2 separate regions of the Sus scrofa genome follow, and region 1 is linked to region 2. The links are chromatin contacts, called in public Hi-C maps. All regions are on one chromosome and are shown on one strand. The core of a region is the stretch at or near the end of the contact, and the rest is flanking DNA. Distances in the headings are between cores, read along the strand shown. Region 1 holds the start of ELMO2 (engulfment and cell motility protein 2). Region 2 holds the start of SLC35C2 (solute carrier family 35, member C2).

The links. A called contact is a pair of places that touch in the nucleus more often than the background predicts.
Region 1: a contact with region 2 is called in a Hi-C map of retroperitoneal adipose tissue, with 2.2 times the contacts expected there. The contact joins the promoter of ELMO2 here to the promoter of SLC35C2 in region 2. A contact is called at or near these places in 3 of 5 promoter capture datasets (fetal skeletal muscle and liver), 21 of 47 Hi-C or Micro-C datasets (alveolar macrophages, blood, brain and 10 more) and 2 of 2 datasets of contacts at active chromatin or transcription factors (alveolar macrophages and skeletal muscle).

Annotation. Positions count from the first base shown.
Region 1 is chr17:48,562,025-48,569,078 of Sscrofa11.1, reverse strand. ELMO2 (engulfment and cell motility protein 2) reads left to right here and starts at 1,417. Exons shown (of 21, transcript XM_021078300.1): 1 at 1,417-1,502.
Region 2 is chr17:48,521,832-48,528,261 of Sscrofa11.1, reverse strand. SLC35C2 (solute carrier family 35, member C2) reads left to right here and starts at 3,150. Exons shown (of 10, transcript NM_001185159.1): 1 at 3,150-3,192. ELMO2 (engulfment and cell motility protein 2) reads left to right here. Exons shown (of 21, transcript XM_021078300.1): 21 at 1-1,563. The coding sequence ends at 200.

The sequences.
Region 1 (7,054 bases), core at 168-2,667, 43 kb before region 2:
TCAGCCCCTAGACCAGGAGCTTCCATGTGCCACAGATGAGGCTGTACAAAGAAAAACAAAGTGTGAATAATAACAAGGTTGCTGTGAGAATCCCACAAAGCAAAAGTCTATTAAACACTTTTGTATCCACAGCCCTGTAGACTAAGAGTGGACAAATTATAGCCACAGGCCACTGCCTATTTTTGTAAATAAAGTTGCATTGGAATCCAGCCACACGCATTGGCTTACATATAGTCTGTGGCTGCTTTCAGGCTATAACAGCACAGCTGAATAGTTTTGACAGAGGTTGTATGGCCAAAAGTATTTCCAATGGTCATTTATGGAAAATAAACTGATGACTTCTGCAAGGGCAGTGGCAATGTTATCTATTCCTAAACCTCACCCTCCCTGAGCATCACTGTATTCACCAGTAAAATAGGACTAATAAGAATCATCTTCACTTCGAAGATATTTTGAGGATCAAATGAAACAACATATGTAAAACTGCTTTTCTGATGCTTTCCTGACAGAAGCACCATCTAAATGGGAGCTGTCATTTAGTTTCTTTGCTGGGTAAGAGTTTCCTTATTTAGCCTCTCCAGCTGAGGGTCGGTAAAAGAGGCAACAAAATACCCACCATCCATTGTGGTTGTAAGGATCTGTGAGACCAAAAAAAGGTTAAAGCATAAACTTTAGAATCAAACAGGCACAGGCTGGCATCTTGCTCAGCCCATCACTAAGTCTGCCATCAGAGGATCAGCGTAATACCTACATCAGAGTTGCTGTGAGTGTAAATGGAGATAGCACGAGCGAGCGCGAGGCCCTGGCGCAGTGCCTGGCCTTGTTCCGATCTGCAGGTGCAGTGACGAATACCACCTCCCACGGGTCCCTACCAACAGTACAGCTGAGCTGTACCCCTCTGCCTCTGCTCAGCGCCCACGGTCAGCCCTGGGTGCCGGTATAATTAGCTCCAACTCGGTGGTGAGCAGCCGCGGCTGCTCACAGCCTCTGACATGACTGTCACTTCCCACTCAGTTCTTCAAGCCACAGTTATCCCACTGATGAGTGCGTTACATGCCCGCCGGGCACAGGGCTTAGTGCCACCAGAGGACAGCTGAGCCCTCAAAAGCTCTGATTTATCACAAGGAACCCAGGCAGTGCCAAAAGAAAAGTTTGGGTGGGGTGGGGGGCTGGTAATGCCTCTTGAATTTGAGGAGAAATCCCATTCCTCCAGAACCCATAGCCTGGGGCGGCAGAGGAGGCCTATGTCTTTAAGAGGCCTCCGCTAGCTGGGCGGGGATCGCCGGCTTTTCCCCTCAGCATCTGGGCCCGCCCTCCTTTGAGTGACAGGCAATCAACCCAGTTGAAGGAGGAGAGTTCAGCGTGACGGCGAAGCGGAGCAATAGGAGCCCGGGTCGGCCTGCGCGGGGCGGGGTCCCGGGAAGGTGGGGCGGGCGGAGGCTGGAGGAGCGGCGGCGGCGGTGAGACCCGGTTGCGGGAGCTGGGCCTAGGTTGGCGTTCTGGTGAGTGAGGGGCGCGCCGGGGGCTCGGGCATTCCCGCCCTCGGAGCGGGGCCTGGCCTGAGGGACGCAGGGAGGAGAGGCTGGGCCGGGAAGCGGGCGGAGAGCTGCGGCCTGCTTCTGCCCAGGGGACCGAGGGGCTGGAGAGGGCGGGCCTGGGCTGCACCGCGCCGGTACGACAGGCCCCAGAGGGGTCGCGGCCCAGCTAGGTCCCCCGGACCTGAGGGGCACTGGGTCCCCGACAGGGAAGGGTCTACGGGTGGGGAAGAGGGCAGGCCAGGCCTCGAGGGGCGGGGGCTGGACCGGGTAGGGGTCGAGGGGTAGGGGAGGAGGAGGGTGGGTGGGTGGAACGCGGAGTGCGACGAGACGGTGAGGGAGGAGACGGGAGAGGGACCGAATGGGAAGGGGCTTGATAGGCGCCCAGAGAGTGTTTGGGGCTGGGTGGCCCCGGGCGCCAGACGCCCAGATCCTCTCGATGTCGCCACCCCCTTCAATAGACAAGGCTCTTCACCCCGCCCGGTCTATCCGGCCCGGCTCGGTAGACCCCAGTCCGTCTACTTGTATCTCCGCTGCTTGCTCGTCAGTTCAGCCCTCTTTCGCCTCTTACCCGGACCGATGCCGCGTCTTAACCAGATCTGCCCACATGCCCTCTGGCCGATCCGCAAGGGCCTTGCCCCTTGGCCGGAGGGCTCGGATCCGGACGCTCCGCTGCTTACAACTACGCCTCTTCCACCTCTTGCAGGGCCAGCCCCGGATCCTCTCCCAAGCCTTGGAGAGGGGAACCCACCGACCTCTCCTCCCTGGTCTCAGTCTACCAACCCCTCTTGCTCAATACTCTCCTCACCTTTTCGTGTTCCTTCTACATACCAAGCCCCAGCCCTACTCAGGGTCTTCACCCTTGGTCTTCCTACTCCGGGGCATATCTTCCCTGCCTGGCTTACTCCAGTAAATTCCTCTTTATCTTTCAAATCTCCACTCAAGTATCACTTCCTCAGGAGGCATCCCTGGCGCCCGACTCCCTCACCAAATGAATTCCCCACTTTCATCACCCTGTATACTTCTCCTTCACAACCCTTGAATGGCTGAAAATAGGCTTGTCTATTTCCACCAGATAATAAGGTTCACAGGGAAAAAGGTAGTATCTGCTTTTGCTTCTTGTATTTCCAGCATCTTGCACAGGGCCAGGCACTGTAAATATGTTTTAAATAAATGAATGGAAAACTTGGCTTTGGCAGGAGGAACAGGGTGTTCGTGTGAGTCATGTCCCTGAGGTCCTACACAAAAAGTGTGTCAGGGAGTTCCCTTTGTGGCTTAGCCGTTATAAAGAGTCCAGCTAGGATCCATGAGGATTCAGGTTTGATCCCTGGCCTTGTTCAGTGGGTTAAGGATCCAGTGTTGCCATGAGCTGTGGTGTAGGTCATATACTCAGCTCGTATACTCAGCTCGGATCCTGCGTTGCAGTGGTTGTGGCATAGGCCAGCAGTTACAGCTCCAATTTGACCCCTAGCCTGGAACTTCCATATACTGCCCTGAAAAGCAAAAAAAAAAAAAAAAAAAAAAAAAGCGTGCTAGGCTCTGCGCTAGACCATTGGTGACCAATAGAAATACAATCAATACGTGTAATTTAAAAATTATTAGGAGTTCCTGCTGTGGTGCAATGGGATCGGTGGTGTCCCTGGAACGCTGGGACACGGGTTCAATCCCCAGCCTGGCACAGTGGGTTAAAGATCCCGTGCTGCTGCAGCACAGGTCATAACTGCGGCTAGGATCTCATCCCTAGCCTGGGAACTCCATATGTGTTAGGGCAGACAAAAAAAGGAAAAGAAAATTAGTTATTTTAAAATGGTTTTTTTTTTTTAGTAGCCACATTAAAAAAGTAAAAAACAGGTGAAATTACTTTTTGTAATATACTTTACTTAACCTAATAGACTCCCAAATAATATTATTTTGACATGTAGTCAATATAAAAATACTAATGAGATATTCCACATTTGTGTGTGTGTACTAAATCTTTGAAATCTGGTAGGAGTTTTACTCTTAGAGTCCATCTCAGCTTGTGGTAACCATATTTCAAGTGCTCAGTAGCCACATGTGGGGGTGTGCAATGCTAGAAGTTTTATATACCGGTGACATTTAATCACCTTAAGCCTTTTGAGGTAATTAGTGTTGTCTACATTTTACTGATGTACATCATGAAGCTTCTGAACGTTACGCTGCCTGCCAGCGGTCCTCCTAAAGTTCGTGAGTGGAGGAGGCAAGTTGAAGACCAGGACCCCCATCTATTCATCTGTTACCCTCTGCTGCCTCCAGGAGGTGCCAGGAACTTTTGGTGGTGCAAGAAATGGGGCTAAACTTCTTGAAAACAGTGGCACCTGCGAGTATGTTGAATATTCTGTCTTGTTCCATACAGAGACAGTGTGTCTGTATGCATTGGTACCACCTGCCTAGGGGCTCAGGAACATATGTATTTGGTGCAGTGGAAGGAAAAACCTGCAAGGCAAATGTTTCTTGATGCAGTCACCATAGCTCAGCACAGTCCCCACCAACTCAGCCTAGTCCGTACCAACCCTACTCTAGTCCTGGGTAGAAAAATATACACAGCCTGCAGCATCTCAAAGGTGCTAGGCATACAAGGCCTGAGTTAACAGTCTGGCCTTTCTGTGCAACAATTGCTCGTTGAGTGAAATCCTCACCACAGTGAGGCCAGCACTGTTCCAGGCCATTTAGGGTGACTGAGGAGTGTAACTCCCGGCCCTCATCCTCTGAATGCTAACTGTGTACTTGGAAAGACAAGACCAGGTCACAAAGTGATGAGGTTAAATGAGGTTCAGGGCACCAGGCTGATAAAATGAAGAACCGGAAGCAGTGTGTGCAGAGGCTGCATGGTGTGTTCCAAAGTGCTGGGTGGGTGGGGGGACGGGACACTTTGCAACTTGCTGCAATTCCCACATAGATGCTGCTTGGCTTTTTCACTTACCTGTCTGGCTGCTTAAGCATCAGAGTTTGTAAACCCATTAGACTGTTTTTTCTTTTTTGTTAAAGCATAGTTGATTTACAACGTTGTGCTAATGTCTCTTCTACAGTAAAGTGGCTTAGTTATACACATACATGCATTCTTTTTTTCTTTTCCTTTTTTAAATATTCCTTTCCATTATGGTTTATTCCAGGAGGTTGGATATGGTTTCCTGTGCTATACAGTAGGACCATGTTGTGTACCCATTCTAACTGAATTAGTTTGCATCTGCTACCCCCAAAGTCCCAGTCCATCCCTCTCCCTTCCGCCTCCCCTTTGGCAACCGCAAGTCTTTTTTTTTTTTTTTTTTGTCTTTTTGCCATTTCTTGGGCCACTCCCGAGGCATATGGAGGTTCCCAGGCTAGGGGTCGAATCAGAGCTGTAGCCACCGGCCTACGCCAGAGCCACAGCAACACGGGACCTGAGCCGCGTCTGCACCCCACACCACAGCTCATGGCAACGCCAGATCATTAACCCACTGAGCAAGGGCAGGGACCGAACCCGCAACCTCATGGTTCCCAGTCGGATTCATTGACCACTGCGCCACGACGGGAACTCCGCAAGTCTTTTCTTGTTCGGGGTCTGTTTCTGTTTTGTAGATAGATTCATTTGTGCTATATTTTAGATTCCACATGTAAGTGATATCATATGTTTTTTGTCTTTCTATTTCTGATTTACTTCACTTAGTATGATGATCTCTAGTTGCATCCAGACATACTGGTTTGAACTGAGTCACTAGGAAAGATTTGTTGAGCACCTGTTATGTGCCAGGCATTGTACGGCCGCTGCTTTGGAACTGACTATGAAACTCTCCAAGCTTCTTCTAGGAGAAAAGTAATAATAATAATAATTGTATGTTGATTTTCTTCCCCAATTACCTTCACAGGTATTCTCTCATTTTGTCATCAGAATACTAAAACCTGGCAAATTGGGCTTTTTTATGCCGGGGAAACAGGGCTACAGTGTTTTTGCAACTTCTTCAAGTTCACACTGTTGGAATGCTGCTTCCTCTGTGTCAGGTATTAAGTTAAAAGATTTACGTATATTATCCCACCCCATGTGTTCACAGTAACTTTATAGAGTGATATTGATTCGAGCCCTCTTTTGTAGATAAGGAAATGGAAATTCGTAGAGCTGGAGCCAAATCCAGGCCTGTCCCCCAGCAGAACACAAGCTCCTAACCTCATTGTTACTCTGCCTCGCTAGAAGGTCAAGGTTGGAAGAGCTTCACAAACGTCTAGTCCAATCTCCTCATGTAGATCAGGACCTAAGGTCAGAGAGGCTCGTGCTGGGGGCAGAGCTGGGCAGTCAGGTTTCCTGTGCTGCAGGGGGAGGGCTGACCCAGAAGAGGGGGGTTACGCCTTCTTTTGTGCCTGACTGGTGGTGTAGCCTGGCCAGCTTCCCTGGACCTCCTTTCGCTTATTATAAAACAAGAGGCTTGGCCTGACTTTCCAGCAAGAACAGTGCTGTGTTGTTGTGGTTGGTATTGAAGGCGTCGGGTCACCAGCCTGGGATTTCAGTCCTAACGCAGGGCCTCTCAGCTCAGCACGCTCCCTCCCTCCCTCCCCGCTGCAACCATGGCAGCCCCATGAAGGCAGACAGTTTCTTCTCATTCATCTGTATTTACTACTTCAGTTTCTGTTTCATTTCCAAAAACTGAGGCAAGCGGTCTGGAAACACTGAGCCCTCTACATCCCTCTCGATGACTATGGTCAGGGACCTGCAGAGCTCTAGGCAATGGCTAGTCCTCCGTCATTAAGAGTTTTTATTCTCTTTTAAAGGCAGTCAGGCCGGTGCGCCTGGCACTGTGCCGCCAGCGCAGGAGACCCGGGAGTAGCTGCAGACTTGCTGGGTCCCTGCCCTCAGCTAACAGCTCCCAGCCCCGGCCACTTGTTAGAATCACCAGACAGGCTTGCGGCGCCCTGGAGTGGGCATCGACAAGGCACCACCAGAGCTGCGAACCACCGGTCTAGACTCTGCTTCTCAGACTGTAATGTGCATGTGAAGCACCTGGGGATCTTGTTAGAAGGCAGGTTCTGATTCGGCGGGTCTGGGCTGGAGTGAGCGTTGCTGCGTTACTGCAGGCGCCCAGACAGTGTCGATGGTGCTGGAGTGCAGACCACACTTTGAACATCAAGAGAAAGAAACCTGTCAGTGGGGTTGGGACAGGAGCGCGGATGAGGGCGCAGTTCGTTTTGCCTGAGGTAAGAATTAGGAAGGCCACACAGGGGAGTGACTGAAGGAGCTGGGCCTTGAAGCACGAGTAGGTCTTCGTCAGCCGGACAAAGTGGAGGGAATGATGGCAGAAACCAGAAGAGAGCGAGTTTGGGGGAAGCAGGTGGTCTGCTGTGACAGGCGAGCGTAATGTCTAAGGGTCATCTGGAGGCTCCTCGGGACTGGAAGAAGCTGGGTGCTCTCCTGAGGGGTCTAGGCTCATTCTGGAAGGATAGGAACACTGCAGGAGGTTTTTAAGCAGAAGAGCAGACCTGGGCAATCCTCAGGGTAGGTGTTAAAGAAGCCTGACCCTGTTCCACACCCTTCT
Region 2 (6,430 bases), core at 1,901-4,400:
ACTGCATCTGGATCGATGGCCTCAGTGCCCTTCTGGGGAAGGACATGTCCAGCGAGCTGACCAAGAGTGACCTGGACACCCTGCTAAGCATGGAGATGAAGCTGCGGCTGCTGGACCTGGAGAATATCCAGATCCCCGAGGCCCCTCCGCCGGTGCCCAAGGAGCCCAGCAGCTATGACTTCGTCTATCACTACGGCTGAGGCCAGAGCCAGAGTCAGCGGCACCCAGCAAGGGACTTGGGGCCCAGGAGAAACATTCACAGTCTGGTGCCTTGTCTTTTGCTTGTACAGAATCTGTAGTGACTGTGGTGGCCAGTCAATGCCAGTCACTCCTCAAACCCACCTCGGACCACCCAGAGCTTCCTCTTGGTCCCTGTCCACTCTGAGTCGTGAAGGCGGGTGCTCTGCCCGCCCCGTCACCGTGGAGCTTGGGATCGGGCCGTGAGGAATGAACAGCACACGCCCTTGCCTTCCAGGCCAAGAAACTGCTTCTTGAGCTGGAGTTAAGAACAGCCACTCACCTTTTCTAACTGAGCCCGCTCGCCAGTCAGCTGGCTCTCCATGTGGGCCAGAGCTGGCCCAGGACAGGCTGCCTGCAGAGGACACATGTGCTGAGCGTGTTGAGAGCCATGGGGAGGCTGCCTTTGGGAGCCCGTGCCTGTGTCTCAGATCTAAGTGGAGGCCTCGGCCTTTGCGTAGTAGATGCCTTGCCCCTGCTTTTGCCGTCTTCGTGAGGGCTCATCCTGGCCTCGTCCAAGGCCATCATGCTGCTGCCGCTGCTGCTGCTGCTGCTGCCGCCGCCGAGGTCTGGCTCTGACATCTCTGGTCTCCAGAGCCACCGGATCCTCCTGCTCACACAGTTGGGTGGGCAGATGGACATTTCTCCCTACAAGGCCTCAGTCGCTCATCCTGGCAAGTCAGAGACAAGCAGGCTAAGTCCCACCCTCTTAGTCTCAAGGGACTCTACAGGGAAAGCCTAGATGTGGCCTCGGCCCAGACTGAGGTGAGGTCACTAGATTCCACGTCCCCCCCTTTGTCTTTTCCTTCTTCGGGGAGAAATCGCCCCCTAACCTGAATGGCAGCCTTCCCGTTTGCTTCCCTTTGGCCTTCCAGACTCAGGAGGCTTGCCTGTCCTTCCTCTCTGGCCCAGCGCTGTGGTTCCTCCCATTGGCTTTGATTTCAGGGAGCCGGCTGGGGCCAGGCAAGGCCACAGCTGTGCCAGTGGGCCTTCCCTGGTGCTGCAGCGCTTGTAAACCACACGCACAGCCTCTCTCCTTGGCCACGTGTAAACACAGGGGCATTCAGTATTGGTAGCCTGGCATGGTGGGTACTGCCCAATGAAGAGGGTACTATATATTTTCTTTACTATAGGCCATACTTATACAGACGTGTATATATATTTATATAAGATCTACCTATCCTAGGATGGAATGTTGGAGGGAAAATAAAATGGGAGGCCAAAAAACAAAAAGGTAACACTTCCAGTTGTGGGCTAAGATTGTAACCTGAGTGGCTGGGAGCTTCCTGTCAGTAACCATGTTTTCAATAAATACTCTTTCATGTACAAACTCGTTCCTATTAACAGCTCTTTCTCTGTACTTGCTCCCTGCCCAAGGGAGCTTTCACCTTGACAAGGCTTCATTGCAGTGTGTCTGGGAGATGTTAGCGAGCTCCAACTGGAGCCGTCAAGAGTCCCTTCCAAGAGTCCCTTCCTCCTCTTCAAGGACTCTGCCCCCACCAAGCTCATGCCTGCGTGCACGCGGGTACACACACACACCCCTGCTGGTTAATGATGCCACAGACTGTCACACCAAGACAAAGTGCTTTCTGCTCAAGCCTGCCGGGTACAGCAGGAAAAGGCATACTCTACACCCGCGTGGACATGTCCTCCCTCTTCTTCCTGCCAGGGACACAGCCAGGAACAGCTCCAGTCCTCATGCCTTACAGAAAAGGCAAGTTCTTCACCCTGTGTGTTGCCGATGCTTGGTGCCCAGCCTACCAGCTGGTGTTTTACGCCGTAGCTCCAAACCTCAGCCTTGGTAGCTGGGAGGCTAGAATGAGGACGGTGATGTAGATACTGCATCCTGCCTCTGAGGGAGAAGAGGCTGAGAATCAGCACTTTCAAAAGGCACAGCAAGTGCATGCAGCCTTGGGGGCTGAATAAAGCCCAGAGCCTGGGTGCCATTGTAGGTGATGGTAAGTGCTGAATGAGCGAATGCCTGCGTGATGCCAGCTGGTGGGGCTGGGCAGCAGCGGCTTGCATAATGAACTGCTTTGACACTCTGGCCTCCATCCTTCTGTTCAGCGAGGCCAGGGAGCCCAGCTGAGTCCATTGCAAGGACTCCTGTTTGCAGCCAGCCTTAGAGCTACAGATCTAGGAGGCAAAAAGTCCCAAACTGGGCCTCAATCTGCAACCCTAGCCTGCCCTAGCCTCCAAATGTTTCCCTCTCTCCATATGCTCTCGGCCTTTTAATCCATCCTGCAAGATGAGGAGGATCCCAACTCCCTACTGGCATTTTTGGGCTCATTGCAACCTGCCCCTTGGTTACTTTTCCAACCATGGTTTTTTTTATAAACAAGTGGGCTCCAAGCCAGGCTCCAGTCTTCTTCTGGCCTCCTTATTTCCTCAGTCTGGGATGCTCTCCGACTCACTGAAATTGAGATCATTCTTTAAAGGTTCAGGCATTCAGAAAATGTTTAATGTTTATTATTTATTACCTCTCATGGATCTTCTAAGTCCTAATATTTAAAGCCCCTAACATCACTCCCCAGCTGGCTTGAGCTCCCAGAAGAAAAAGCCCAGGAGAGAGCTTAGTGTTTCCATGGTTGCCCAGCACTAGCTTGGAGAAAGTAAATACTTAATTTGTAAGCAGCTGACGGTTTTCTGGCTGCCAGAGGTGCGCAGGGGTCTGCAGGAGGCACCGGGGCTCCAGGCCGAGACCCCGGTGGAACCCAGGAGACAAACAACCACAGCCCAAGACCCTGCTCGGCGCGGGGCGCCGGGAGCAACCCGTGAAGCAGAGCGAGGGCGCGCTGCACGGGGTCTCCGCAGAGCGCCCTCGGCCCCGCCCCCGCCCCGCCCCCATCCCCGCCCCGCCCCGCCCTCGGCGGCTTCCGGCAGAAGTTCCCCGGGCGGGTGGCGGCGCTCGGCCTCGCACTTCCGGGAGGAGGAATCCCAAGCGCCCGCTACGAGGTGAGTGGGCGCGCGGCGGGCCTTCGGCGCGCTCCCGGGGTCGGTGGGAGGGGGGACCCGGGCAGGACTGGGAGCGGGGTCCCAGTCTGGCAACGCGTGCCACAGCTTGGGGCCCACCGGGGACCTGCCCCTCCCGGGCCTCGGTGTCCCCGTCTTGGAGGAGCCCGAGGCTCCGCGCGCGCTCCGCTCTCCCTCCACCCCCCGGCATTTCCCGAGCACCCGAGACGTGACCCAGGCAGGCATCACGCCGAGCCAGCCCTGCCCTTGGAGAGGCCGCATCCCGCCGTGGGGTGGGAGTTGGAGATGAACAGTAATCACGTAGGCAAATGAGGAAACGTCAGGCAGTGGGAGGTGCCACGAGGATTAGGAGGGTCCCCTACCCACACCCCTGGAGGTTCAGCCAAGCAAAGGTCGGTGGAAGAGTGTACTGGGCAGAGGGAACAGCACATGCAAGGAAGCACACAGGCTTGTGTTGGACCAGGGGCCAGCGTGGCAGAAAGGAGGGGAGGGAAGAATGAGGTTGCAGATGTGGGCAGAGGCCAGAGGGTAGGAGGCCTTCCTCTTGGGCCAGTGAGGGCCTGGTCTGTTTTCTGTGCTGAAGCCATCCCTCCCGCTGAACTGTGAACTCCAGACCATAGAGGGCGAAGAGGAAGTAGGGATACCAATTAGAAGGCTTGTTAACTTTGAGAAGGTGCTCCTTGGGGGCTCCCGTCGTCATGGGGACTCCCTGCAGTGAGGGGACCTGGACTGGTTCCTGGAAGGAAGGGTAGGATTTGAACAGTGGAGGGACAGCATGGCAGTGATGGAGCAGGAACCGCACCAAAAGCAAGAAGGCGCCAGAAGGCGATTCCCAGGAGGATGCAGACTGCCCCAGCTTGGGAGCTTGGAAGGGGACAGCAGTCTTAGCGCCGGCATGCCCTGGGGTTGCCCATGGGATGTCAGCAGTCAGACTTAATAGGGAGCAGATTTGTCCCCCAGGTGAAATTTAGCAGACATTGTTGGTTGTCACAACTTGGGATGAGGCGGAAGGGATGCTCCAGGCATCAAGGGTGGAGAGACCTGGGGATGCAGTGGAACATCCTCCAATGCACAGGACAGGCCATCTCCCCAAAGAAGATGATCTGGCCCCAAGTGTCAGTCATTCCAAAGCTGAGAAATGTTTGTAGAGAGGAAGGTGCACGGGCCTGGAGTTCTCTTAGATGTGGATTTGGTGCCCATGTGCTCCACTCTAGCTGTGTGAGCAGGAGTCTGATGTGGAGGTGCAGGCAGCAGAGAGAACCACAGAGGAGACCAGTGCGTTGTGTGTGTGTGTTTGGGGTGGGGGGGGGACCATGGTGATTCAGAGCCTAGTGGTGGCGGTCAGGAGATGGGACCCTGTATGGGATTTTTTTTTTTTTTTTTTTTTTTTAAGATAGAGCAGGCAGTATTTGCTGATTGAATGTGGGCCAAGGAAAAGAGAGGAGTCAAGGATGAGGACAAGATTTCTGGGAGTTCCCTGGTGGCCTAGCAATTAAGGATCTCATGTTGTCACTGCTGTGGCTCATCTTTGATCCCTGGCCCAGGAACTTCCACATGCCAAGGATGTATCCCCCCCACACACACACCCCCAAAAAAATCCTGGCCGGAGCAACCAGATGTTGGTGCTGCTGGCTGAAGTGGGAAGATTTGGACAGAGGGTGGATGAGTCCTGGGAAACAGGAGTCAGTCCTGAACAGGTTTGGTCCAAGGTGCCTGATGCTAGACATCGAAGCAGAAAGGATAAGGAGGCAGTGCATATTCTTCTGGAGCCGATGGGGAGGTCAGAGGGAGGGAGCCACTTCAAGGAGATGTGAGCTTGCATTTCAAGGAAGGGGACCGCCTGAGACCACCTAGCACAGCAGTTCTCAGCCCACTGGAAGCAGCACCCTCTTTTTAACGACAGATATTTCCTTAACAACCCCCGCTTTATTATCCTCAGATGAAATTTATGGTGAATAAAAACGATCTACACACAGAATTAAAAAAAAAATTGATGATGCCTTAGCCATAATAGAGAAGAGAAATAAAAGGAAAGTAATTGATAGTAAAATAAAATGCGTTTCAGTATGTGAGTTCCTGGGCAGCCCAGTCCTAGAAGCAACTGTGAAACCGTCCGTGCTTTCACCTCTCATAGAACCTCTGGGAGCGTGAAAGCCACCATGCAGAGGCCTGCAGCTGCAACCCGGTTGTGCTGGCAGCTGGCAAACCATGGCCGTACGTGATGTAGTTTTCCCCAGCCGGGAACTCGTGGTACTGTTTTATCAAAAACAGTTCAACCTCCCCTGAGTGTACGTGGTGTTCTTAGACACTTGCATGCCTGGTAGAACCATGGAGAATTTGCTCTGTGTTAACAGGGGAAATAGAGTTGGGTTCTGGATGCAGGACATTATAATTAGATCTTTCGCCAGTGTGAATGTTGAACTTATGCAGGATGCAGAACAATTCTTAGTTTTGTGGTCTCTCCCCCTGGAGTCCCCACTCACTGAAAGCTAGGAGAGTCCCCCCCCCCGCCCCAAACACCACAGGGCTCCAGCGTCCCCGAAGAGAACCCCAGCCTAGGGTGTCCTTCAGGCAAAGCTTGGTGCCTGCTCCCAGTTTGCCTTGGGGGAGGGGACATGATAAGCCGGTTCCAGAGTACAGAACTGGATGTCATTTCTCCCTTCAGGAAGGACTGGGGGTGGGGGAGCAGGCTCTGTCTGATCAGATGGTTCTAGGAAGGCTTCCAGAAGGAGGTGGCATTTCAGCTGGGTGGGAAGGGCTCAGAGGAGGAGATGGGGGGAGGAGGGACGCACAGATGAAGTAGCGTGTGGGTAACACAGGACCCGGCTCCTCCTGGTCCCCCAGAGCCCACGTGCCCCACTCATCAGGCTGGGCTGGGTCGACCAGGAGGCAGGGAGTGGTTTCCTTGGTTTCCTCTGGCCAGACCCTCAGGCAGGCACCGCCCCTATGGGAGTGGCTGTTAGAGGTGCTGGCAGAGGAGGTGTGGGTTTTCTGGTTCATTTTCAACGTCTAAAGACCAAATCAGTCTCCTGAAAATCACGTGCCCTCTCTCTTGCATTGCGCCGTCACACCATACGGGGAACGACCAGGGCGCCAGGTGGCTGTAAGCTAACGTGGCCGCTGGGGCTCCTGTCTGCGTGGAGCCCACAGCCTCCCGGGGGACCCAGCCGGTGCTCAGATCATCAGGTCTTGCACAAGTGCCATGGAGGAAAAGTAGGGG